4 separate regions of the Mus musculus genome follow, and regions 1, 2 and 3 are each linked to region 4. A link is a contact called in public HiCAR-type and promoter capture Hi-C data. All regions are on one chromosome and are shown on one strand. The core of a region is the stretch at or near the end of the contact, and the rest is flanking DNA. Distances in the headings are between cores, read along the strand shown.

What was found. Promoter capture Hi-C pulls out the DNA fragments that hold promoters and counts their contacts. HiCAR-type assays count read pairs that join an accessible place to other places.
Region 1: a HiCAR-type map of astrocytes shows a contact between it and region 4, with 4 times the contacts expected there. The contact joins the promoter of Cep57 here to the promoter of Cntn5 in region 4. A contact is called at or near these places in 1 of 39 promoter capture datasets (hippocampal neurons) and 1 of 115 datasets of contacts at active chromatin or transcription factors (astrocytes).
Region 2: a HiCAR-type map of astrocytes shows a contact between it and region 4, with 6 times the contacts expected there. The contact joins the promoter of Mtmr2 here to the promoter of Cntn5 in region 4. A contact is called at or near these places in 1 of 39 promoter capture datasets (hippocampal neurons) and 1 of 115 datasets of contacts at active chromatin or transcription factors (astrocytes).
Region 3: a contact with region 4 is called in a promoter capture Hi-C map of hippocampal neurons, with 5 times the contacts expected there. The contact joins the promoter of Pgr here to the promoter of Cntn5 in region 4. A contact is called at or near these places in 2 of 39 promoter capture datasets (hippocampal neurons and liver).

What each region holds. Positions count from the first base shown.
Region 1 is chr9:13,824,662-13,831,370 of GRCm38.p6, forward strand. Cep57 (centrosomal protein 57) reads right to left here and starts at 2,446. Exons shown (of 11, transcript NM_026665.4): 1 at 2,195-2,446. The coding sequence starts at 2,239. It overlaps Fam76b (family with sequence similarity 76, member B), which reads left to right and starts at 3,055. Exons shown (of 10, transcript NM_176836.4): 1 at 3,055-3,400; 2 at 4,099-4,163; 3 at 5,064-5,118; 4 at 6,321-6,476. The coding sequence starts at 3,314.
Region 2 is chr9:13,745,913-13,752,595 of GRCm38.p6, forward strand. It overlaps Mtmr2 (myotubularin related protein 2), which reads left to right and starts at 3,267. Exons shown (of 15, transcript NM_023858.4): 1 at 3,267-3,488. The coding sequence starts at 3,409. Gm39291 (a long non-coding RNA gene) reads right to left here and starts at 3,290. Exons shown (of 3, transcript XR_870544.2): 1 at 2,910-3,290.
Region 3 is chr9:8,897,514-8,903,356 of GRCm38.p6, forward strand. Pgr (progesterone receptor) reads left to right here and starts at 2,320. Exons shown (of 8, transcript NM_008829.2): 1 at 2,320-4,570. The coding sequence starts at 2,955.
Region 4 is chr9:10,901,757-10,908,332 of GRCm38.p6, forward strand. Cntn5 (contactin 5) reads right to left here and starts at 3,019. Exons shown (of 25, transcript NM_001170787.1): 1 at 2,729-3,019. Gm32710 (a long non-coding RNA gene) reads left to right here and starts at 2,689. Exons shown (of 3, transcript XR_001779092.2): 1 at 2,689-2,928; 2 at 4,013-4,247; 3 at 6,020-6,576.

The DNA.
Region 1 (6,709 bases), core at 1,196-3,695, 2.9 Mb after region 4:
TTGAGATCTGAATCTAAAACTCTAAACTCACATTATTCATTGCCTACTTGGATGTCTCAATAGGCACCTAAAATATAAAATGGCTATAACCCAATTCTTGGTTAGTTTCCAAATCTGCTCCTCTCCCACCATACCAAAACAAGTGGCACTGCTATTTACTAAATTGCTCTATATAAACCCTAATAAGAGGTAATTTTCATTCACCTCTTATCTACCCTCTGCAAATCATTCAGGGTTCTTTTTCCATAACATATTTAGAATCTTTTATACTGCCATTTTGCTAGTTATGTTTTTAGTTTGAATTATGTGAAATACTATTTTGCACATTTCTTAAGTATGCTCTTCCAAACAGCTTGCTAATGACAATGATCCTTCCCATAATGTATAAACCTCCCATGTAATGTAGTGCCGGGCTGACCCTTGTTTCATTTCCTGACACTGTGTTTTGACACTGTCTCCCTACCAGTCTTTCAGCAATCTGGACTTTTTTGATTTCAAACACCCACAATACACTCTTATTTTCATTTGCTGCAATTATTCTGCCTGCAAAGCTCCCTTCTTCCCTTCAGTTGCCTGCTCACAAGCCTAACACTAAGGCATTCTCTGGACACCTTTTTATCAATGCAGCTCCAAGCCTACTCTTATATACATGGACTACGGTGGAGTAAAGAAGAGTTTCTCTTCTGTTTCCAATTCCAGACACAGAGTCACAAGATCCATTTTTCCATTAAACAGGCTTTAGATTTCTGTTGGGGCTACCATAAGGACTAGGGATTAACTACATCCCGGTGGCACTGCCTTGGTAGTAGCCCTGCAGTGCAGTTCAACTAAGTTTCCAATTTCTAAGTTTTGAGAGCAGAGAGCTCTCCTTTCTCCAGTTTAATCAACTGTATCTCTTATATAATTCACGTGTTCGCTGACACTTAGTTCTGATAGTTTTTCCTTTATCTTTCATTTATCTGGCAAGGAACTAACTCCCAAATGCTTGCTCCAACTCTTCTCCTTAATCTCCTCTAGTTCTTTGGCAAAGGTATACCCCACTATTTGAAAAACTTGAAATATTCTGACCTTATCACAAATTCTAGTAGCCACAGAAAGTCCAAACTGCTGAGATTCCTAAGTGAGACTTTCTGAAGGTGTTGGTAATCTCTATGCCCTCTTCCTCATCAGCTGTTAAAATTACCCAGAAAATTTCCTGACATCCCTCATTATTCAATTTTCACCTGTTTTTCTAGTTCTTCTTTATCAACTCTACCTTTATATAATCTCTGCACATTCGAAATTACCCTCTGGTGTCCGGAAATTACCTATTGTCTTGTCACATACCTTAAAAAACTTGCAGTGCTTTCTTCTCTTAAATTCCTTCAACACGCAGCTAGCTTATCTTCCTTTCAAGATCCTATCTTCCCTAATACTGCTAATCAATCTCCCCCAGACGCCTCTGGTATCAAAACCTGCAGCGCAGTAATTATCTAATTAGTACAGTGCTTTGCTCCTTCTTCAGAGTGGGATTTCTATTCAATTCCTTCCTGTAACTTTAGGACCAACGGTCGGCTAAGTACAGGAACATTTCTAAAAAGAACTCCAGTTTTCTCACATTTAATTCTTATTTCTTCCTATTGGAGCGTTTTCCAAAAGACTGAGCGCCACAATCCACTCTTAAAACATCAGTGACTAACTAAACCCGCAGGCTTAATTTTCCCGATCGCTTCTCCAGAGCAACTTTTCCATACAGAGTCTAGTAATGGGAAGTGGGAATGCCCGGGCTCCGCCTGCAAGGGTCGCGCAACAAACAGAGAGGCACGGCAGCAAGGGCGAAAACGCACTCTGGGGACCACGGACGCCTCAGCGGCTGCCACTCTACAAACCTGCACACCTACCTGTTAGTGAGTTTCCGAGACGGGCCGTTACGCTCACGTGACCGACAGAGCTTTGTGTTAGCGGGCCTGAGAGTGCACCAGCCAGGCTCGGGACAACGCTCCAAAGCACCGGCTGAGAGGACAAGGGAACGCAGGGTGGAAAAGGAGGTGCTCCAGAAAACACAGTTGCAGCCTCCGGGAGTGGCACGCGGCCTCGGGCAGCCCGCCATCCTGCGGGACGAGGGCTGACGCCAGATCGCGGGCCCCCTGAAAAGTGAGGCAACCCGGAGAGCCGTACAGGCCCACCTGGAACCCACGCGATTGCCGCCCCTTACCGAAAACTGAGAATCAGAAGCCGCCGAGACCGAGGCTGCCGCCATCTTCCCACCTGCGCAACCCCAGACGCCGTCCTTGAGCTCCTCCTCCGGATTCGACAGCCGCCCGCCTGGGGCAAGCGGAATCCAAGTCCCCGATGGAAGGGGCGGGCGAGCTGCGAACCCTATAGGAGCCTCGGTCTCGCAAACCACAAGGACGCCACACTCAGCGCGCACGGGAAAGGCAACGCGTCTTGATAGACGCCTTCCAGTGACCAATCAGAAAAGAGGACAACTTCTGGTGGCAGGGAAGAGCCCGCCTCCTCTCTCGGTGACGTCACAAGGTAGCGCATCGCGGAGCCTGCGGGAACGGCAACGTCTGAGTTGACAGACGGCTCTGGGAGCGTCTGAAAAGGGATGGATTTTCTGGATGAGGAAGCAAAGGCTAGGGCTTCTGGAACCTTCAGCGCCTGCTGAGGCGGATGACGGAAGCTGAATAAAGGAGAATGGAAAGTTGACATACTCCATCAGCATCCCAGGAATAAACTCCAGAGAGCGTTGCTTCTCCATTTGATGTACTGACCTTTCGGCCAATGACAAACAGAAGTAGGAGGGGCTTAAGGATATGGTCCAATGGAAGCCAAGGACTGAAAAAAAGCGGCGTTTCGTGGACCCCCTGGCCAATGGGCTCAAGCGCACCAGCCAAACGACGACTGGCCGTGGCTTGTGGGCGGGATCTTTTCAAAGCGGATTTCGCGCTCTGAGAGCGGCGGCTTCCTATTGGTTGGTACTTTCTCTCTTTGTGGGCGCTCCCTGCCGAACCTAGGCCAGGGACTGGGCGGAGCTTTCTAGTGACGTAAGGCTCTCTGTAGCCAATCGTAGAGAGGGACGCGAGACCGAGGAGGAAGCGGAATCCACCGCCTAGCTCCCGCTTCGTCTCCCTCCGCCGCGGTCCGGGCCTAAACGGGAGCGGCGGGGCGGGCGGCAGTAGGTGTCCCGGGACGGCGGCGGAGGCGGAGGGAGACGCAGGGGACCCGGCAGTTACCGGGACTGGGCCACAGCAGCAGAAGAGCCCGCGGGCGGGGCAGCCGAGTTCCCGGAGGCCCCGCCTGAGCGCGCGCGGAGGAGCCGGAAAGCAGGATGGCGGCGTCGGCCTTGTACGCCTGCACCAAGTGCACGCAGCGCTACCCCTTCGAGGAGCTCTCGCAGGGCCAACAGCTCTGCAAGGTCGGTGGGCGCCGGTCGTTCAGCGCACCGCTCCCCGCCAGGGCCCGGGCATTATATGGGCGAGCCCCGTGTCGACCGCGTCCCGCCTGCTCGCAGGTTGGGCTAGCTCGGCCGCTTCTGGCGGTCTCGGGTGGGGCTGAGCCAAGCGGCCACCAGTCCTCCGTGTCGCAGAGATTGGGTGCAGACTCTCTCATCCCAGCTTTGGCAGGGACTGCCCTCTCCTTCCACTGGGAGGCAGGGCCCGTGTTTGCACTTTCTTGCTAGCAACCCGAAGCTGCAGAGCTGATGGCATTCTGCTTCCCTGTCCCGGAAAGCGAAGCGACTGGTTTAGGAACAGAGTGCTCTCTGATTTGGAGCTCCTCCCATCCCATAAAAGCCGGGATGCTGTCTGTGAGCAATTGTACAAAATAACTAGTAGTTTCACATGTAAACCACCCCTGGAAGTCAGTCCTGACAGCTTCCTTAGTTTCTCTCTGTTCCATATACCCCCTCCGCACCCCCCCCCTCCACTAAGGACAAAAATATCCCCATGGAATTATACTCTGCCTGACGGCTGATGTGATAAGTCACCCAGTTGTTTACGTTGCCAGCCAGGTTTTATTGACATTTCAGGCACTTGACTAAGTCGATTAATTTCTACCAAAGAGTGAGATTGGGTCTCTGAAATAAATACTGACTTATGTATTATCTTATTACAGGAATGTCGGATTGCACATCCTATTGTAAAATGTACTTACTGCAGATCAGAATTTCAGCAGGAGAGGTTTGTATACTGAGCAGTCTTTCATTGTTACAAATTCGTATAAGGAATAATTAGGGGTTGTAATATTTGTGTTAAAGTGCTTTGAAAAACTGATTTGTTTTTGAAATTTAAAATTTAGAGCTACTATGTACAGTATGAGAGAAGACATTTAACTAAAGAAATTCTGGTTTTACATGTGAAAATAAGGGATAAAATTGATAGATGGAAAATGTACACTTCTGCCAACAGTCAAAATATAAGCAATTACTTTTAAACTTTTTTTTTTTAAATGGGAAACTGCTAATTAACCTGAGGAAAGAGCTACAGTGTTACTAACTGCCTTGGAAGACTGAAGTCACTGCCTTAAGCAGTGTGATTAGCACAGATGTTTTTAACAGGAAATCCCTCTTTTAGAGGACACAGAGTAAGCTCAAGAGAACAAGTCCTTTTATTACTGAGTATGTGGACATGACAGTGGAGACTGTGGACTGGGGAGTGCGGTGGGCCCTGATGCTGAGGATGTGCAGTCATGGTGGTGAGGGAGCATTAGAGCCAGAGGGAAGGCATTAGAGCTTCCGCTTTATCTTCTTTATAGAAAATATGCACTGAGCTGGGTGCCTATAAGCATAGTGTTTGGAGGTGGAGGCAGGAGAATTACTACTTAGAGACTAACCTGGGCATATGTCCTGAGACCTGTAGGCACTGTGTAATACATAAATTATATATGGAAAATTTGTCTTTAATAAAACTAAATTTACAGAAAACTATTCTAAAATTAGTACTGTTTTTGAGAAGACACTCATTGTTAATTAGAATAAGCAATGTGCAATCTTTGACTCGACCATTTACTTTAGGTCAGAATATGTTAGCTTACCCTGGAAAGCTACATGAGTGTAATCATCTGAATAATTTCCTTTTCAGTAAAACTAACACAATTTGTAAGAAGTGTGCTCAAAATGTCAAGCAATTTGGAACAGTAAGTATGTTTTCATTTCAAGTCATTATTACTGACTAGTTAATGTTCTTCATGACTTTTCTCATAAAACAGTCCAGTCTCAATACTTGTGAATCTGTACATATCAAAATAGCTCATGGAAGAAATTTCCTGTAGTCTTTTTTTTTAATTAATTAATTTATTTATTATATGTAAGTACACTGTAGCTGTCTTCAGACACACCAGAAGAGGGCATCAGATCTCATTATGGATGGTTGTGAGCCACCATGTGGTTGCTGGGATTTGAACTCAGGACCTTTGGAAGAGCAGTCAGTGCTCTTATCTGCTGAGCCATATCTCCAGCCCAATTTTCTGTAGTCTTGATGTGTAAATGAAATCATTTAAAAACAACTGCATGCTTTAGAGTGAATTTCAGTATGAAGTTTGTGAAGCTATCTTTTAAAAGTACAAATGAAGGAAATTCCTTAATGTGAACATAATTATTTACAATGTTAACATAATCAAGCTTTCTCCTGATTTGTGGAACTTTTTATATGGTAGTACTATTCAAGTGTTCAAAACTAATGACTATTGGTACAAATTGGCTGATACACACACACATATCTTTTATATTTATATATATGCATATATATATATGTTGGTGATAGTAACATATCAGTGCTATTTATGATTGGTCAAAGTACTGACCTTAAGACTTCATACTGTCCTGAATATCCAAGAAATCAAGGATGCTTATTGTTACTTAAGTTGAATATGCTTATACAATTTTTTTAATATTGAAAAGATATTTGTGTTTACTGTGGCAACAACCTATACATGGTTAAATTATTTTAATTGAATAAATGATGTAAGGGTTAAGCCTGCTGTATATCACTGCAAGTTCTTAGCCTCAAATTACAGGTTTATGAGACTTTCCTGTGAATAATTGTTTAACCTCATAAGCCAATTTTATATTGTATAAAAATGCCGTAGAAGTCCCGAGTGTGTTTCTCACCGTGGTCAGGTTTCTGGGCAGAGTGGTGGGCCTCAGGACTGCAGCAGTGAGGGTTAGTTGAACGAGTAGACCCATGATAGTTCACTTTGAATACATACTTGGCAGAAACAAATGTTTCTAACTTAACACTTTTCTTTATTAACCCCCTAAATATTTTACTAGCACTGGATGTGTCTGATACAACAGAGTTTTGTATATCTCGGTTAAACAAAATGTGTTTATTTTTCAGCCTAAGCCTTGTCAGTACTGTAACATAATTGCAGCATTTATTGGTACCAAGTGTCAGCGTTGTACAAATTCAGAAAAGAAATATGGAGCACCTCAGACCTGTGAGCAGTGCAAACAGCAGTGTGCTTTTGATCGCAAGGAGGAAGGAAGAAGGAAAGTATGTTTTATTTATGATGTCTTCTAGAAAGAAAACAAGTTGGCAATTGTTATAGTCAGTCTATCTCTAAGATACTTGTTTCTGCTGCCTGAAAGCAGAATGGAAGAGTAGCATATCTTTCTCTGCATTGTGTATGGGTCCATGTTGGTCAGTTAGGGTGACTATACCTGACTATGGCTGCGCCTCTAGTCGCAGCTCCTTAGGAGGCTGAAGCAGGAGGGTCATTGGAACCC
Region 2 (6,683 bases), core at 2,017-4,516, 2.8 Mb after region 4:
GGTGTCCCCAGGGCACCACCATCACACAGGATGGTTTTTTTGGGGTGTGTGTGTGGCGGAATATCTATCAAGGCTTTATAGTAAACAGCAAACAGGAGGTGGTGGTGGTGGTAAGTGTGCAAACATCTAATTGGAAAGCTACTGTGGCCTTTAACATAATTGGCTGGTGCTGGGAGTCATATAAACTTAAATTTCTGCTCCCTTCTACATGGGTGGCATTAGGCAAGGGGGGGCCTTGTAACCTGGAGGTGCAGGTTTTGTTGGGGGAATAACTTGGAAACTAATGCTAGGTACCAGCCTGTTAGTTTATCTGAGTTCAAACTTAGGTCAGGTTCTCTAAAATGGAGTCTGAACTTAAAAGATTTGGCCTTTCAACAGCATCACTACTGGATCTTCACCAGGACTCCTCCTGGTTATCCTGCTATGGTCCTTTGCCATGAAGATCCTGCAGCAAGACCAGCCCTTTCAAGAATTCTAACAGTTCACAGATGATGTAGATTTTAGGGGTGGGCCTGGCTGGTTCAACTTTCTTTTTCTTTTTTTTAAAAAGATTTTTATTTATGTGAGACCACTGTAGCTGTCTTCAGACACACCAGAGGGCGCATCAGATCCCATTACAGATGGTTGTGAGCCACCATCTGGTTGCTGGGAATTGAACTCAGGACCTCTGGAAGAGCAGTCAGTGCTCTTAATTGCTGAGCCATCTCTCCAGCCTTAAGCTTGCTTGCTTTATTGTGTTGTCTAGAACCACCCTCCTGGGGATGGTGCTGCTCATAGTGGGATGGGCCTGCCCACACTCATCATTAATCAAGAAAATGCTCCACAGTCATGCCCACAGGCCAATCCAATGGGGGATTCCTTAATTGAGGTTCCTTCTTCCCAGCTGACTCTAGTTTGGGTCAAGTTGACAGAAACTGACTAGCTCACCATACTTCTTGTTTTGTGAGGCAGACTCCTTCACTTTTGCCTGAACTCAATTTGACTAGACTGGCCGGCCAGGTGAATAAGCAGGAATGCACCCATCTCTGTCCTCTTGGCAGTGAGATTACAATCGAGCCATGAAGCTCTCCCTCCCATTCTCTCTCTCCCTCCCTCCCTCCCTCCCTCCCTCCCTCCCTTCCTTCCTTCCTTCCTTCCTTCCTTCCATGTAGGTCCTTAGGGGATGGAGTTCACATCTTCATAGTTGGACAGCAAGCCTTTTACTGAGCCATTACCTGATGCTGAAGTATTCTTAAAAAAATGAGGCATCTGGGGTGTAAAAAAGTCTTAGGTTCATATTTCCTGGCTTTATGACATAACAAGCAATGCGTGAGATAAATAATGCAGTGATTTAAACTTCATCTGAAATTATTCTTTGCTTTTTTATTCTTCTTCATTCCGGTTAGATGTAGAGCTAGAGTGCTTGGGGAAGAAAACCAACAATAACAACAGATCTATTTACTAAGAACTTCCTGTGCAACTGACTGTTAAGAAAAACAACCTGTTCAGTTGTCAGAGATGAACAACAAACATTCAAAGTAAGTTTAGTGACAGAATCAGGATTGCAATGCAGACTTTTCTGGTTGCAACCCCTCTCCATTTGATACTGTTCCATAATAACTAGAGAGGGTCATGCACAAGTTATATTACCAGGAAGCCAGGTTTGTAATAACCAATACAGTGCTAGAAATGGGTCTTTCATTTAAGGGTTCATTCTTCTTCAACATTCATAGTTGGGAAGACACAAGTTGAAGTGTTAGGCGATCATTAGCATTTAAAAAGTCTGATAGAGAAAGAGAAGCAATAGATGCATTCTATCGTGAATCTTACAGATATTTGTGTTTGTCAAAGTGTTTCATTTCACTATTTATTTTCCTGGGCTATCAGAGAGGTGCAATTAAAATCTCTTGAAAAATTTCAGAGATGAAAATAATTGCTTATCATTTATCCTGGTCACCTGGAGATGAACAGATTTTTCTATCACGTGTTCCCAGCTCTGCTTTTCTGTTTTATCACAGGCTCAAAAAACAATGGAGCCAAGTGACCATGGACTGGAATCTTTGAAACCATCAGCCAAAATAAATCTTTCATTGGGAATACTGTAAAGGAAAGCTAGTACACAAATTATTTCCTTGGTTCTATAAATTATGATTGTGTTTTAAAACCAAGTTTTAAATTAAATCTAGTTTGTAAGAACACAATTATATTTATCCTAGCAGGATTTTTTTAAAAGTTTCTTTTATTTACAGAAATAATCTTTGTGTTTTTGCTTTCCAGACGTGTGAGGTGTTTAAGGCAGAGTCACAATTAGAGAAATTCCTCCAGTACTTTCCTTCCTGTGTCCTGAGTAACAGAAAGTCACGGGTATTAACATTCCCTCTTTACCCAGTTTCTGTTCCTTTATCACATTCCATCTCCACACTCCCTTCCTGCTTTGTAAGGGAATATGAAGCAGCACACCGGAGGTAAGTCTGTTCTCCATGTTACATCATGACATTCAGTAGTGTTTTTGTCTAATTCTTTTTGTGATTTTAGCAGCTTCTCCCTCATTCTCACTTCAATACTTACTATGCCTTATAGGTTGGTGTCAATGTGCTTATCAGCTACAGACACACTTTCAAGCCACTTTAACCCATACTTTTGTCACTGGAGGCCTGAAAATTCAACTCCATTCTCACTTTCCTTTGTATAACGCTGTTCAGAGATGGAAATTTCCCTTCCCCTCCCCATTCAGGGTAGCTGTTACTATCTTTCTCCTACAAACCACTTGTTAGTGGTCTGTCATCCTTTAGTTTTCTTTCATTAACAGTTACCATTTATTAAGTTTGTTAGGTTGTTTATATATTGACTACTGTCTGAGTGCTTAAGCAGGCATTGCTTTAGGCGTTTTATATTTATCAATAGTTATTCTGTGAGGTTAATATACTTACACAGAAGGAAGCAGATGTAAATGCAAGGTAACTGGAGGCCGTGGGATCAGTCTGCTTAGCTTCACTGTTACCGTTACAAAATGGGTTCTCACATCACGTATGATCTCACATCACTACTTCTAACCTCACCCTTAAATACCTCACCCCCTCATCCCACAGGCCGCCCACATTCCTCTCATTTTCCTCGAGTCCACCTCTCCCAAGCCGTCACATCTTGTGTTTTCTCTGACATACTAGTGTCCTCTTCCTTCTGGAGATTTTCCTGTTAGCTGACTCTCACTGGGCGGCCAGGCGCATGCGCATCGCTCCGCTTTGTAGCGCCACGGGGCCCGACTCCCGACAGCCCCCGCGCGCAGTGCAGGCTGGGGGAACATGGCCGCTTCCGGTCTCGGAGCCTGCCTGGCGCGGGGCTGACCGCGGCTGCGGCCCCGTGCGCTCCTCCCTCTGCATCTCGCGCCGGCGGCCGCGGAGGGCGCAGCGGCCTCCAGTTTCTCGCGCCATGGAGAAGAGCTCCAGCTGCGAGAGTCTCGGCGCGCAGCTCCCGGCGGCAAGGCTGCCCAGCGAGGACTCACTGTCCAGGTGAGGCCGGGCGTATGGGGACGGAGGCCGGGAGCAAGTGTAGATGGAGACGCCAGGGCGTGCGGGAAGAGAGACTGAGGCTGCTCCTGCGGGAGGGAGGCCGGGGCATGCGGAGGAGAGACCTGGGCCTAGAGAGGCTGGACCCCGAAGAGGGCAAAAGCCGCGGGCATCCCGTGGGTATGGAGAGCCCAGCAGAGCAGTGCTTGCTTCCTCCTCTGGGCCTTTGGTGCGAGAAGTGAAAATACAGTTTCTTTATGGCCACTGCCCCTCTAATTCCCGCTCATTTTCCGGTCCTAGATTTTGCTCCAGTTGTGTTTAAGGACGCAGCGTTTTTTACTTTATCAGGAGTTCAGTTGTCAAGGGCGTGACATTTTCATTCTTGTGCTCTAATCACAGTTTGGGGACCAGCCCATTACCAGACAAGAGGCTTTAGAGGACACTGAGACAAGCGTGCTTAGATTTGAAATGGAGAGGGGACGAAGCCTTCAGAGTCAGCTTCTCAGCTTAAACATCAGTGACATTACCATCACAATATACATTATATGTGGTGTCTGTTTGGAGCATTCTTCAATTAACTGTAGATAACAGCTTTATTATAGAACTTGTCAGTTTAAATTTTAAGCTTAATGTAGGCAGACAGCCACAGATGAATCGAATGTACAGGCAAGGTAGACTGTTATTTCCACTTACTGTGTTAAGTGTTTATCTAAATTATTTCAAGTTTTGTTTTGTTTGTCTACAAAGTACTACAAGCAAGTATTAATGTTTGATTATGATAGCTCAGCTTTTTTCTGCCCGGTCACTCCAAAGTTGTTTGTTTGTTTACAGATGCTCAAATAAATTATCTTATTTGCTTTCATACATTCTACAAAATCATCTTTAATATTTCTCAATGTATCACACAATTTCTTTCACCCAGTAGATTGATAAACGTATTACTATTTAAAAGTGTCTTTGTGTGTGTGTACTTGCATGAGTTCATGTGTACCACAGGCATGGAGGAGTCCAGGAGGTGAGATTCCCTTAAACTGGAGGACAGGTCGGTGTGACCCTCCTGTGGATGCTGGGAACTGAACCCTGGTCCTCTGTCAAAGTAGCAAGTGCTCTCAACTGCTGAGCCATCTCTTCAGCTCTCACTTAAATTACTGTTGAGTTTAGCTATGAGAATTATTTCTACTTGTTGGAGAGTGGAGATTATCTCAGTTTAGGAAAAACTCCAAGTTTATAACTGAAGTTGATAAAGCCCTAATGGTCTCAAATGCTTCTATTATGAGATGAATTTAGTTGAAATACTGTGTTTGAATAATTATTTTCTGGGAGTAACATAAATATGAAAGTAAACATAACTCATTTCAGGGTCCCTTTTTAAGGTTATACACAGTGTTAGAGTTGGAGGAATGGCTTGGGAAGTATAGCTTCTACTAAAAGTGTGGTTTGATGGATTACATGAGAGTCATTTTAGAGATGTTGGTTTAACTTTGCCTTCTGTGTCATATAGATCTGATTTTTTGGCTTGAAAAGACCATTTATTTTTTCTGTATACAACGTTCAGAAATTTCTAATCAACTGTGGTGCACACTGATGGGTGACTCTTGCTTGGCATTGCCCTGTTGAGGCAGTTCCTGGGTACTCGGTACACATATGGCTCCCCTTTGCTAGGTAACATCCTGGTCATCCTGCTGTTTCTATTGTATTTTGTTGGTCTGTCTCTGACTCTTTGTTTAAGTTGGACTCTGGAATATAAATATAAATAAGTACTTACTGTAGGCCAGTTGTGAGGGCTCGGCTAGACCTGCCCTTCAGTGGTGGCGATATTACTACCTACATCTAGTTTCCATCTTCCAGGCTCCCATTAAGCTTCCAGCAACCCCAAGCTCATCCTCAGCTTCCTTGGATGTGAACCCACCTGGCACCCTGTGTGCTCTTTATTGATAGCATTTTGTTTTCTTTCCTGTTTTGGGCATAGCCCTGTCTTTATTGAGCTTGTTAAGGCCTCTTTTTTTTTTTTTTTTTCTTTTGATTACTTTGACTCCTATTTTCTAATTTTCCCTGTCAGTCATTTTAATGTGTCTTTTCTTCATCATATATCCTCAAGCTGTAGCTATTCTGGGCAATATTTTATTTGTCTTTGGTTATTTTGATATTTATAAGTTGCTTTCTAGTTGATAAATTTATTTGATTGCTTGGTCCATGTCCCATATTTATGCCTAACTTTCACCAACAAAGCAAGAGGATATTCATATACTGAAGGCCATTCACAATTGCTTTCTTACGCCTAGTCTCCTGAGTGCCATAATTATAGGTGGACACCATCCTTCCTACCCCTCAACTTAATTACACTTTTAAATTGTAAGTTAACGTCATTTGAAAATAATGAATCCTGGGTTACTGTTTCTGTGAGTTTTAATCATGGTCTTTAGAAGTAAAGAGTTCCCAGATGCCTGAAGCATATTTTGTTGCAAAATCTCCTCTGTAGTTTTAGCTTCAAAGTCACTTTAAAGTGATATGTTGGCCGGAAATAGGTTTCTGTGTTTCTTCAAGTAGTGATAGTTATATAATACCACATTCTTAGGTATTCCCATTGTGACTCGTGGTGTGTTTCTGAGGCAGCTGGCCAGGACTAGTGTCAGAAGTTATAGATTCAGGATGAGGTGAGGTGACTGTATGGCTGATTGTCTCTCTTGACATTGTTCTTATTGGCGTAGAGTCTTGCACTGATTGTATTGGTAATCTAAAAATTATTTTGAATTTCACTATTTCTAGATCCTAAAAGAACTTTAACATTCTCTTTATTTAAGACCCAATATTATTATGAACTCACCACTCACCAGGACGTTTATCAAGACTTTTTTGTTTTTGTTTTTGAAACAGGGTTTTTCTGTGTACCCCTGGCTGTCCTGGAACTTGCTCTGTAGATCAGGCTGGCCTAAGATCAAAAGATCTACCTGCCTCTGCTTCGAAAGAGCTGGAATTAAGAGTGGTGGCTGGAATCAAGCCACCACCAGCAGCAGCCTTACTATCATGATTGTGTTCATGTATGAAAGATAATGCTGAGATTAAAGCTGAGTTTGGGCTTAGTGTACTTTTTCTTTCTTAAATCTCAGCTTTAAAGGAAATTTTCTGAGTATTTATTATTTGCAGCTATGGGTAACATACTCAAAAGTATAGACTCTAAGACTTTTCCTAATAAGATAT
Region 3 (5,843 bases), core at 1,070-3,569, 2.0 Mb before region 4:
TTCCTGCTCCCACATGCTTCCACTCATATTGACTCTTACTGCTCATAGTGACTTACTTCCCAAATGTGGAACTAATACCCATATGAAGGACCCTGAGAATCACTGCTTCACACAGGTGCTCAAGGCCAACAGCCTACTGTGAGTCCTGTCAGTGTGAACCCTTTAAACACCACTTGCCAAGTTTAACTTTCCTTCCCAAATCCATGAGCCATGACCACTTAAAGAATGTCACCCTACAAGAGTTCTCAGGAGTATCGAGGTCATGAAATACAAGGGATGTCTGAGATCCATCATAGCCAAGAGGATTCTGGGAAACAATGATAACAATGAAACAAGTTGTTACAGGTAGAATGTTAGAAAAGAGAACAGATATTGAAAGAAAACTGTATATATTCTGGGCATTAGTTAACAACCATGCACCTGCCTGAGCTCACTAATAACAACATGCAGGAAGCTGCACAGTTACTCTGTATTCGCTGGTAGATTTTGCTATGAATCTAAAACTATTCTGAAAAGGGATGCCAGTTGATATAAAGTCTTAAAAAAAAAAACTTATGTCGAAGACAGAGCATAACCTAACACCTAGTAAAGCAGACAAGGATCTTTAGACGTCCTAGTGTACAGTGATAGGATGCAGATCATCGTCCTAGTGTACAGTGATAGGATGCAGATCATCGGTTACTGTGTGGGTAGTAATGTTGCAAAGAAAGGAGGAGGAAGGACAGTATGCAGAGATTTTAAAGGGAATGTGTGCACTTTTGGAGGCAAGTTTTCAATATCTTACTCTGTCTTTAGTCAAGGTTCCCCATATACATTATACATGTATATGCTCCTATAGGAGACTACCTGCTAGCCTCATTTCTTTGCTTCCCACACTTATTTCTATGCACTGTCCAGAATGCCTCCACCCCCAGCTCCCACACTCCGGTTTTACCATTTGATACCATAAAGACATACAATAACTGCTTCCTTGAATTCTCTTCTCCCTCCCTAATTCTCACACATTTAAAATTAGTCAGCAATATCTCATTGCTGGAATAGTCCACACCCAAGCCCAATGGTCCAGTGTAACAGCAGCAATTCACGACTATGTAGCACCTCCCTGGTGATTGACATCTAGGCACCTTGCCTCCAGCAGCTCTGCCATCTCTGCAGTTTTGGAGCCTTTCACAAATCTTCTAGACCTGGCTGAGAATAACTGCAGGCTTCAGCATTAAAATGGCCTGGAAACACTCAAAGGCATTTCCCAAACGACTAACTCACTTTTGAATAGCGATGTGTCACGGCATCCACTGACTGGGCTTGAGAGTGGACAGCTTATGACGGTGTATAAAATAAATCATATTACTCTCTCCCCTCCACAGTGTTCTCATGACTTTAAAGGTGATTTATTCTTAAAGCTCAATGGTAATTATTCTAAGAGTAGAGAAACATAGAGGGGAGAAAATGCCATTTAGCTTTCCCAGTGGAAAACTTAATATGTGATGTAGATATTTAGTAAGGACTGAAGAGAACCTCATGAAAATCAGAACAAACAGAATATGACACTCAATGTCCAAACTCCCCATACAGGCAGCGATGTGTTACCAACTGTCTTCCATCCTTAACTGCTAAGTCACATTGGTGGCCCACTTGTCACAAGAATAGTTTGAGCGTGTTAGAGGAAGGCTGGACAGGCAGCCAGTAAGGTTGTTCAGTGTCAAACTCAGGATGAGTTCTATCTCCAGAATCTGCATGGTTCAAGGAGGAAATCCACTCTTTGGGGCTAGTCTTAGACTACCATATGCACGCGACACATGCAAGCACTCACACATATACACACAGAGCACTTGCTGCTCCTGCAGAGAACCCCAGTTAGGACCTCAGCACCTATATCAGAGCACCTGCAACTTCACCTCTGAGGGCTCTCACCCTCTCTGCTGACGTCTGAGCAACTATATAACCATGTAACATACACTCCCAGAGACATATACACGTAATAAAATGAAAATACTTGAGATCATTTTATACCTTTTATACAAAAAATAAAATGTCACGATATGTCACTGTCTGTGTTGAATATTTACAAATATTTTCAAATCCTGAAATCTTTACAACAACTTTGCTTTTTATAGGGTGGGGCTGGCATGCTTCTTAATTCAGTACAAATTCTGATATGTTTAGATTTCTTCTCAAAGCATCTGATATTCCAGGTGGAATCAGACTAGTGAGTAGCTGGAATTCCAACGCCAGAGATTTAGATCTAGCCAGTGATTGGCTAGGGAGGGGCTTTGGGCGGGCCTTCCTAGAGCGCCAACGCTTGCTAGAAAGCTATGGAGCCAGTCTAGACTGTCACTATCAGTCTTTGTAGTATTTACGGGTGCGAGGATTCTGACATTCTGCTAACTTCTCTTAGCTTTACTAGAGCAACCTGCAACCAGAACTCGCTGGGATTGTAGAGAACCTAGGGAGCCATAGAGACTGTCGCTGCAGGAGAACGAGTAAGAATGGGCTACGTCTTAGCCCCAGGTTTTTGGTGAGGACTGTAAAGCAAACTTCCTAGGATGTCTAGGTTTCAACAAACATAAGAAGTCCGGAGATAGCGGGAGTCCTTTTTTTCAGCACCGGCCACACCAGTTCCGGGTCTCCCATTCAAGAAGAAACACGAAAAAAAGTCTCTCGAATAACTCCCAGTTCTCAGACCAGACCAGCTTGCTCCAGCTACTTCTTCCTGTCCTCACCCCACCGCGACCGGGACAGCGCGACTACCACCCTTCCTCTGCGTCTGGGTGGAGGGTAAGGACAGGAGCTGACCAAGACCGCCCCTCCCAACCAGGAGGTGGAGATCCCACGGGTCCTGCGACTCTACACCCACTTCCTCCTCCCTCTGCCCCTATATCACCGGCACCCCCTCCTCCTTCCCTTTTCCCTCCTCCCAGGAGACAGGGGAGGAGAAAAGGGGAGCTTGGGTCGTCATGACTGAGCTGCAGGCAAAGGATCCGCAGGTTCTCCACACGTCTGGCGCTTCGCCCTCCCCCCCACACATCGGGTCCCCCTTGCTTGCACGCTTGGACTCAGGTCCCTTCCAAGGGAGCCAGCACTCGGACGTGTCGTCTGTAGTCTCGCCTATACCGATCTCCCTGGACGGGCTGCTTTTTCCTCGGTCCTGCCGGGGTCCCGAGCTCCCAGACGGAAAGACAGGGGACCAGCAGTCGCTGTCCGACGTGGAGGGAGCTTTCTCTGGGGTAGAAGCCACTCATAGGGAAGGAGGCAGAAATTCCAGAGCCCCGGAGAAGGACAGCAGACTCTTAGACAGTGTCTTAGACTCGTTGTTGACTCCCTCCGGGACCGAACAGAGTCACGCCAGCCCTCCAGCCTGCGAGGCCATCACTTCCTGGTGTCTCTTTGGGCCAGAGCTTCCAGAAGACCCCCGCAGTGTCCCTGCTACCAAAGGGTTGTTGTCCCCGCTCATGAGTCGGCCAGAGATCAAGGCTGGCGACAGCTCCGGGACAGGAGCAGGACAGAAGGTGCTGCCCAAAGGACTGTCACCACCCAGGCAGCTGTTGCTCCCTACCTCGGGGAGTGCTCACTGGCCCGGGGCAGGGGTGAAGCCGTCCCCGCAGCCAGCTGCAGGGGAGGTGGAAGAGGACAGTGGCCTGGAGACCGAGGGCTCTGCAGCTCCGCTTCTAAAGAGCAAACCTCGAGCACTGGAAGGCACCGGCAGCGGAGGAGGAGTCGCAGCCAACGCGGCCTCAGCGGCCCCAGGCGGTGTCACTCTGGTCCCAAAGGAAGATTCACGGTTTTCTGCTCCTAGGGTCTCCTTGGAGCAAGACTCTCCCATTGCCCCCGGGCGCTCCCCACTGGCCACCACAGTGGTGGATTTCATCCATGTGCCCATCCTGCCTCTGAACCACGCACTCCTGGCCGCCCGCACCCGGCAGCTGCTGGAGGGGGACAGCTACGACGGCGGGGCCACAGCCCAGGGCCCTTTTGCCCCGCCTAGGGGCTCGCCCTCCGCGCCATCCCCGCCGGTGCCCTGCGGTGACTTCCCAGACTGCACCTACCCTCTGGAAGGCGACCCCAAAGAGGACGTGTTCCCTCTTTACGGCGACTTCCAGACGCCTGGCTTGAAGATCAAGGAGGAGGAGGAGGGCGCGGATGCTGCTGTGCGCTCGCCGCGCCCCTACCTGTCGGCTGGAGCCAGCTCCTCCACCTTCCCAGACTTCCCGCTGGCACCCGCGCCGCAGCGAGCGCCATCCTCCAGGCCCGGAGAAGCGGCGGTGGCCGGCGGACCCAGCAGCGCCGCGGTGTCGCCAGCGTCCTCCTCCGGCTCCGCGCTGGAGTGCATCCTGTACAAAGCGGAGGGCGCGCCGCCCACGCAGGGTTCGTTCGCGCCACTGCCGTGCAAGCCCCCAGCCGCCGGCTCCTGCCTACTACCCCGGGACAGCCTGCCGGCCGCCCCGGCCACCGCCGCAGCACCCGCCATCTACCAGCCGCTCGGCCTCAATGGGCTCCCGCAGCTGGGCTACCAGGCCGCGGTGCTCAAGGACAGCCTGCCCCAGGTCTACCCGCCATACCTTAACTACCTGAGGTGAGCACTTGCAGGCAGCCCTGCCCTGCTCCATTCCCCCATCATCTCTGGGTGGCAGGATGGCCGCGGGGGCTTGTGGAGCTGGTCTTTGGAGACCCAACAGGCATTGTCCATTGCCTCCCTTTTTCTTACATTTGTGTGTGTGGTGCGGGCATAAAAGGGAGTGCAGATATACCATTTTATTGTGTACCATTCTCCCAAACATTGCCTGCAAACTTCCTGAAGCCTGAGCACCCAGGTTCAAACCCTGAGGCCTCGCTCTAAGATCTTTGATTGTGCTGAGGATTTGTTGGGGACTTCATTAAATACTTTGTAAGAAGGACACCCCCCCCCTCCGTGTGTGTGTGTGTGTGTGTGTGTGTGTGTGTGTGTGTGTGTGTGTGTGTTGGGGAGGCTGAGATGTAAAAGCCAGTTTTTCTGGAAGGGGTGGGGCTTAACTGTGGCTTCAGAACTGAAATCAGAAAGCCCTTAGGGATCTATCTGCACAGGTCTCTGGCCTGATTTTCCTAGGAACATCAAGAGTGTGGTAAACTGCAGGAGGGAAGTGTTTGAATGGTGGGTTTAAACAACAATTGCAGGCGACCAGAGCATGGAACGCTCACACTGGTGCAGACAACTTTACTCCCCTCATATATGTCTTCAAGAGCATTTTCCCCACATACTGAAGTAATGGACTTGAAAAGGAAAAAACATGCTCAAGTTTTAGAGTCTCAGATGCAGTGACTAGGCAAAATAATGTCAATGTGTTAACAATGCCTTGAAGTCACAACTATATTTATATGTTGGAGCAATCAACTGTTCCAGAGTTTTCAAACCGGAACCAGTGCTAATTCCAGTTAAATTCCTAACGCTCAGCCGTGTTTGTTGTGACCCAGCATTGAGGAAGGAGGTCATATTTCATCTGCCAAAGGCAAAATCACTTCTGTATAAGGAGCTCTTTTTAAAGGAGTGTTTCTAGCATTTGTGAACATGGAAGGATGCACCTGTTCCCCTTTTATTAATGTTAATGATTTGTGTGTTCAAGGAATCCATTATAGGGAGTTTAAGATATCAAGCACCAAGTTTAGTGCACTGAAATTCAAATATGTGTGTATACGTATGTATGTGTATATGTGTGTATGCATGTAAGTATATATGTATTTTGTATGTTTATGGTCCTAGGAGCTGGGGATGTAGATCAGTTCCTAGAAACTTTGCTTACCTACCATACACTGAGCCCAGAGTTCTGTCCCCAGCACCTTAGAAACTGGGAATGGTGGCAAATGCTTCTGTT
Region 4 (6,576 bases), core at 1,769-4,268:
ATAGCTCTGAGCTTCTGACCAGGTTCCCTCCTGCTTTAAAGTGCTGAGAAGTTCATTAAACATCTTAAGCATCTCAGAAACATACAACTGGGTTAGTCCACATTTGTACTTTGAGGAATAAGAAAGAAAGGCTTATATATATATATAAGCTTTTGATACCAGAGTTTGAGAATCTAAACACATAAAGGCATATATGTTTTTGAGGAGAAATCAGGCATTTCTTTATATTCTAGTAAGAGCATTCAAATATATTTCATGTGTAATTACAATAATAGGTAGTCAAGTGTGTGTAATGGTGTGGATGAAGTAAATTGTAATAATGCACATATCTTAGCTGTATAGATTGTAGAACAGAGAGATTTTGGTGACATGGCTGTACTTCTATCTGTTATAAATTGTGTTGAGCAAGCCTAAATTCTATTTACCAAAGTCATCCTCACAGCATCATAGTTGGACAATTTGTCCTGATTTTATATCAGTCTTTACAGAAACATAGCTTTTGTTTCATCTACCAGTACGGAAAACTCCACAATGCCTTTGCCAGCACACCCCCCACTTGCTAACTTCTGATGAGCTCTCTGCCCTTCACTGACACCCTCTCTTCCCAATTGCTAAGTCAGCTTAACCAGCAAGCCACACTCCTACCTGCTACCTTGGAGGTAGTAAAGGTTCCACAAATGATCAAACAAAAGGACACTTAAAGAAACCTATAACAAACAAGTTACATTTTCCACTAAATTAAACTAATTAAAGTGCAGTTTAAAAATATTTTGGTGCACAGCTGATTTATAATGTTTAAAAAATAAGTATGTTCTATTTGTAAATTTTAAGTTTTTTTTTTCTTTTCTTTCTGATTTATTACCCAGTCACTACTAGGTTTCAGGCTCCCTAATGGCCAAACTAATTTTACAAACCTTGAGAAATTTTCAGGTATATCAGCCATCCATTCAAAAATTCCACAACTCTTTCTTTCCAGATACTTTTCAAAAGTACGTGAAACTCCCAGAATCAAGCCAAAGTGGAACACTCAGTTCATCATAGCACTCATTTTCATTTTCTAACTTCGAAGTTTTCTAATTTTCTATTTGCTTGCATATGAAACCAGAGAGTGGTCTAATACAATTTATACTCTGATAGTTTTCAGAAGTTTTAGGTAACATTAAGGTGTTTACCCTTCCTTAATTCGAAACACCAGTCTTTACACTGAGCAGTCTGTTTATCTAACCTCTTTTACATCTGGTGTTCCAACTAAGATAACTAGTCCAAAAAAATTCTTCTATATTACATTTATTGTTTTAACTTTTGAGTCTTAACTGTATTCCTTCTACCACTAATTAGATTGAGGTGACTTTTTACATAATACATCCACTGTTTTAGCCACTTTGTAAAATCTATTTGTATATAGTCATTGACTGTTTATCATCTCATCAATATAAGCATGCCTGCCAAGCTTAAGACTCAGGCTTTGCACTGTGAAATACTAAAATGCTTCCAGCATGAAATGAGAAATTATGGGAAGCACGACAGGTGAGTTGTTCACCACTGGCCACTGACACTTTGCAAGCATTTCTTCCTGTCTTAGTCTCAGTTTAGTCTTGGTGTTAATCAGGATGCAGAACTTATAGCTTGCAGTGACATTTAGAGGTAATCCAGAAGGTGTGCTGCAGCCCAGTAGCAACCAATTACATTTACAACACTTTGTAAGCTTAATTCATTGTTTCTTTTTTAAATGACACTGCTATTTTAAGGTTTGCTACTGTTTTCATTTCTTTCTCATGGCTAAGACTCAGAATCAGAGCAGAGAGCTGAATTACCTAAATGACTTCTTTTCATAAAAGCATGTGAGCTGTGTATGGGTAAAGCCTCACACACATCGTACTATTAAAGCTCTCTTGCAAACCTGTCCTACAATTACCATGCTTTTGTCTTACTTATGCTAATTTTACATAAAATTATTCTGAAATATTGATGAATTCTTTTTCTTTTTGGAATAAAATAAATTTAAGCAACCTAAAAATTTTCAGGTTGTCATAGCAATCCTCAGCTTACTGAACATCATAGTCATAGAAATTGAGAAAACACTCTCCCCACATCCCTATAAAAATAAGAAACTGGGAACATATATTCAGCAAACATCTATGCACAACACGTGGGGGAGATCACTCAGCATAATTCGAGGTTCCACTTTTCTCAGTTTCCCAAACTTTGCAGAACTCTGCTTGCATCTCTCCTGCATTTTAACAAGTTATTGCACCACTACATGCCCAGGTATTCTGTCTGTATTCTCAGTTATTCGGTCTATGAGATTCTCAGCCATGACCTGACAACACCATTTCATTTTTGTCTTCCAAAGCATTTTATTACTTTGGTAAGAAAATATTCTTATCCCTCCTGACATTTGCCATCCAAAAAGCATACTTGCTTCTAGTTTTTTCCTCCTGTTTCCGGTGGCTTTATGAAACATACAATAGGTTTTACACTTGCTTCAACTTTTCAACATCAAATCCCAGCAGAGAAAAACAAACAAACAAACAAAACAAACAAACAAACAAAAACCCACTGTTTTCCCTGTCTTTAAACATGCACCAATGAACAGTTTTTACCTCTGGCAACACGACGAGGAAGGATGGCTTTGCAGAAGTGATTGTGTCAAAAACCCTAAGTGGCTGGGAACCAAAGTGCAGCATCACAGGCAGCAATCACCAGCGAAGGAATGCCAGCCACTTACCAATGAGACGCCAGCTGCCTCTGTTCATTTTGGTGATTCTCAATCCTCATCTTCCATCCTCGTGCCCTGGACACACCTCAGGTGGAGCAGTTCCTTAGGTGCTCCACAGCCTGTGACAGAAGAGAAATCGCAGAGTTCTGAGTCCTTCACTGGGAATTTTCCTCTGGTTTGCCCTGCCTCTCCCAGCAGAAGGGACCCAGGTGAGGCATCCTCCTGACTGCCAGCTTTAATGGCACTTGGCTGCCATCAGTTGCGTGGGGCGGAGTAGTTGAGAGATGCAGGCAGGTGCAAGTGGGCGCCTCCTCCCGCTGCTGCTCCGGGCTCGCGCGCGGATGCTCCAATGCGTCCACGCGCCCCGCGCCGCGCGCCCTGACTGGCTGGGTCTCTCCCAGAGTGGCCCGCGCCCCTCCCGCTCCGCGCTGTCACCGTCGCCAGGCGCCTCACTGCTTTGCGCTGCAAAGGCTCATTTAGCATGTCCCTGCCTGTAAAAGACTGTATGCCTCAAGCAGGGCTTTGGATTTCTTTCTTTTCTTAGAAGGTACTCCCCTGGCATCACTTGCTAACCGATTCCCTCCCCATCTTTTTCTCTCCAAAGTCATGAAGGCTGTTCCCATACCTGGCCACCTCTCCACTGAGAGCTAACAGTGCTGGCAGAGTCTGGGTCCTTTCCTCCCTTGGCCTGCCACTGTCCCTGCTGATTGCCAGGCTGTGTTGATAGCTCAGACAGCCAGAGGCTCAGATTCACTTATGTGGGCTCCAGAGCAGAACTGGCACTTGGGAGAGTGTGGTTAGGTTCTAACTGGGAGGCAATTCTCTTTTTTTATGTATACATGCGAGTTTCATCTAAGAGTGCTGGGATAGGGGGTGTTATTACTTGTCCTTGGGAGTGATGAGTGGGGTAGTGGTTTAGAGTCAGCTCTGAAACAGCAAAAGAAATAGCAGTTTGTTATTTTTTGTTGTTGTTGTTGCTTTTTGTTTTGTTTTTGTTTTTGTTTTTGTTTTTCGGAAAATGTCAGTGTCCAGAAAAATCACATTGGAAATCACAATGTCCAGAGTTGAAAAAAAAAAAAAATTGCCTAGATAGTAAATCTGCGGTGACAGCTTTAGTGTCATTGTTCTTCAGGTTTCTCCACTTTCCCTGTCTTTGAGTGCTCCAGTTTCATGTGTGTGGTGGTAATCCAGTATTTATGAAATACATTTTGTTACATACATTTTGTCTCCAACTCCATGTGGCTTGCACCTGTACGTGACAAGTCTGGAATCACATACTCTCTTCTCTGCCAGCCTATCTACACTTGGAACTCTGCGTGAGCTTTGGGCTGCACCTGAACCAGGAGGCACACGCTATTCACATGTGTGTGCGTCCAGCCCAAGCCTGCGTTCATCTGGATGGATCCTCTCCGCATGGCTTTTGCCCCCAGTGGCTGCGAGAGGCTGTAATTGGCAAGGAGCACAGAGCCAGTAGCTGGAAGCCAAGATACCACTGGAGCTCTCTGATCCCGTTCTTACAGCTTTCCTGGTAATTAAAATTAGTCGTTTTCCTGGTCCTTGGCTCTTTGCACATGTTATGCAAACATCAAGACTTTATTGAATGGGTACCCTCAGGATGTAGATTCGCTTCTTTCTCCACAGCAAAGACAATTAATGTGTATTTGCATTTAATGCTTCTCTACCCTTCCATACTTTTTATTTTCTTGTTCATGCTTTCCAGTAATTAGGTTATTTTCCTTATGTGTTAACCGAGGGATAGTTTGGGAGAGGCAAGTTTTCTGGGCGGCTTCTCTGCTATGTTGGCTCAATGCCTACAGCAGGCTGTTGTTTAGGGGAAAGAATCTCCAGAGTTTTATAAGCTCTTTAAATATACTGCAGACTAGATTCTGAATCTAAAAGCTTTAAAGCTTTTTCAAAAATTGTACAATGAGGTTTTAGCTATCAATGTTTGTTATAACTGACCACTTACAGCCTTCAGGTCTTGGAGTCTGAGCATGGTGATGCTTCACTATAGTAGATATACTGTGGGGGATCTGTTGCCTTTGTTATCTATTTCTGGGTCATTAAATCCTTTATTTTAATATCTGCTTTCAACTAACCTTGATCCAGAAAAGATGAAAGTTGACTTCTAGAAATGTATTCACTAAAACAATAAATACTGAATGTATCCCAATAAATCAAGGCATGAGATCATGAAACACCAGAAAGCATGAGAAAATTTGGTAAGGCCAGAAAGAACAGTGATGAAGAGGTTTAATCTGGCTTTTCTTACAAAGAATACTTCCTTTACAACACATTACCAGACACTAATGGTGAGAGGGATATATGCAGTCTTACAGTTAATAAGTAACAAAATCTGCCTCTCAAAAGATGGATGAGAGCCAGGTTTGGTGGTACATACCTATAATCTCAGCACTCTAAGAGCCTCATGCAAGACAATCATGAATGTGGGTACAATCTCGATGACATAGCCAGGGTTCATCCTGGACTATTTAGCCAGGCAGTTCTCAAATCAATAAATTAAGGAAATAAAAAATAATAATGTAGGTGGATTAAATCTGGCTCCCATTAAACAAAATAAATTTGTGAGTTAGACATACTGTAAGTTATTGTTTAAGCATAATGTAATAACGTAATATAAGATAATATTCTTTCTTTTTGAAATCTCCTGATCATTTGAGAATGAGAAAGATGTGGGGTTTGGATTAACTAGTGATGTAAGATTTTTTTTTCTCTTTGTGCAGACCGAAATGGCAGCTTCTAGTCATTACTTAGGACAGACAAATTTACTCAGTTATCTTTCTTCAGAATCTACACTGATTTTTGCTTCTTTATTACTTACACTGTTTAACAAATATATCGTATATTAATATGCATACATATTAATTTGTCTAACTTCATCTTTCTGAAGTAAAGCTTAGAATTTTGGTATCATGGAGCTTATTTTATGCTGTCTACTTTCTATTTTTTCTGAGAACATGAAAGTTATGTTTATTATGTACATAGTTGCACTCTGTCATAGCCACAGGGCTGGCATGTAAACAAAGAGAAACAGTGATGCTGAAAGTAAGAGTCTGTCCCTTTGGGTGAAGAAAGACTAACTTATGCTTTCTGAGTACTTATCAAATGGGCTCACAAATATCACTGTGCTTTTTCTATTACTATCATGTAGAATCTTTAAAATTATGGTATTGACTTAAGATGTTTAAATGCATGGAGCCATGCATGTCTGTTTATAAAACTGTAGTGCTGCGGACTTAATAAGATAGTATTAAAACATCACATCTCTCTATTTCACAGGGTCAGCAACACTTTGGATGGATCAACCCATTCTCTACCTTGATAAAATCTTGAACACTGAATGAATTAAAAGTATTGTTTCCTTAGTAAAGCTTTCAAAGCCTCCCTTATAGCACCTCTATCTAGCTATCATGCTGCCTTTTTGATCTTGTTGTCTAACTGCCTTTGTGTAAATGTCTTCATCTTTTTGTCTTCTAGTTTGCAGTGGGTGAACAAACAGATGCACTGCAGATGTGTCCTCTGTGCTATGCCTAAGCTCTTGTCTTGCTTGTGCTACAAATAACTTTCTTTACATCACAACCTTCCTATATTGTTCCTTACAATGCATTTGCTTATGTGAGGTCCTGAGATTCAGTTAAGTGATCACAATTGTTATTATATTATATTGTATACTACCACATAGCACTACAAATTGGCAGCAAGTCGGGGTCTCTAGTCACTTAGTCATGTGGGTTCACTGGTCCACAAGCTTTGCCCTTTATGACTGTGTTTTCTATTTGCATTGACTATATTGTTGTAATCTTTTGAATAATGTTGTCAGTCAAAGTGGAGGGCAG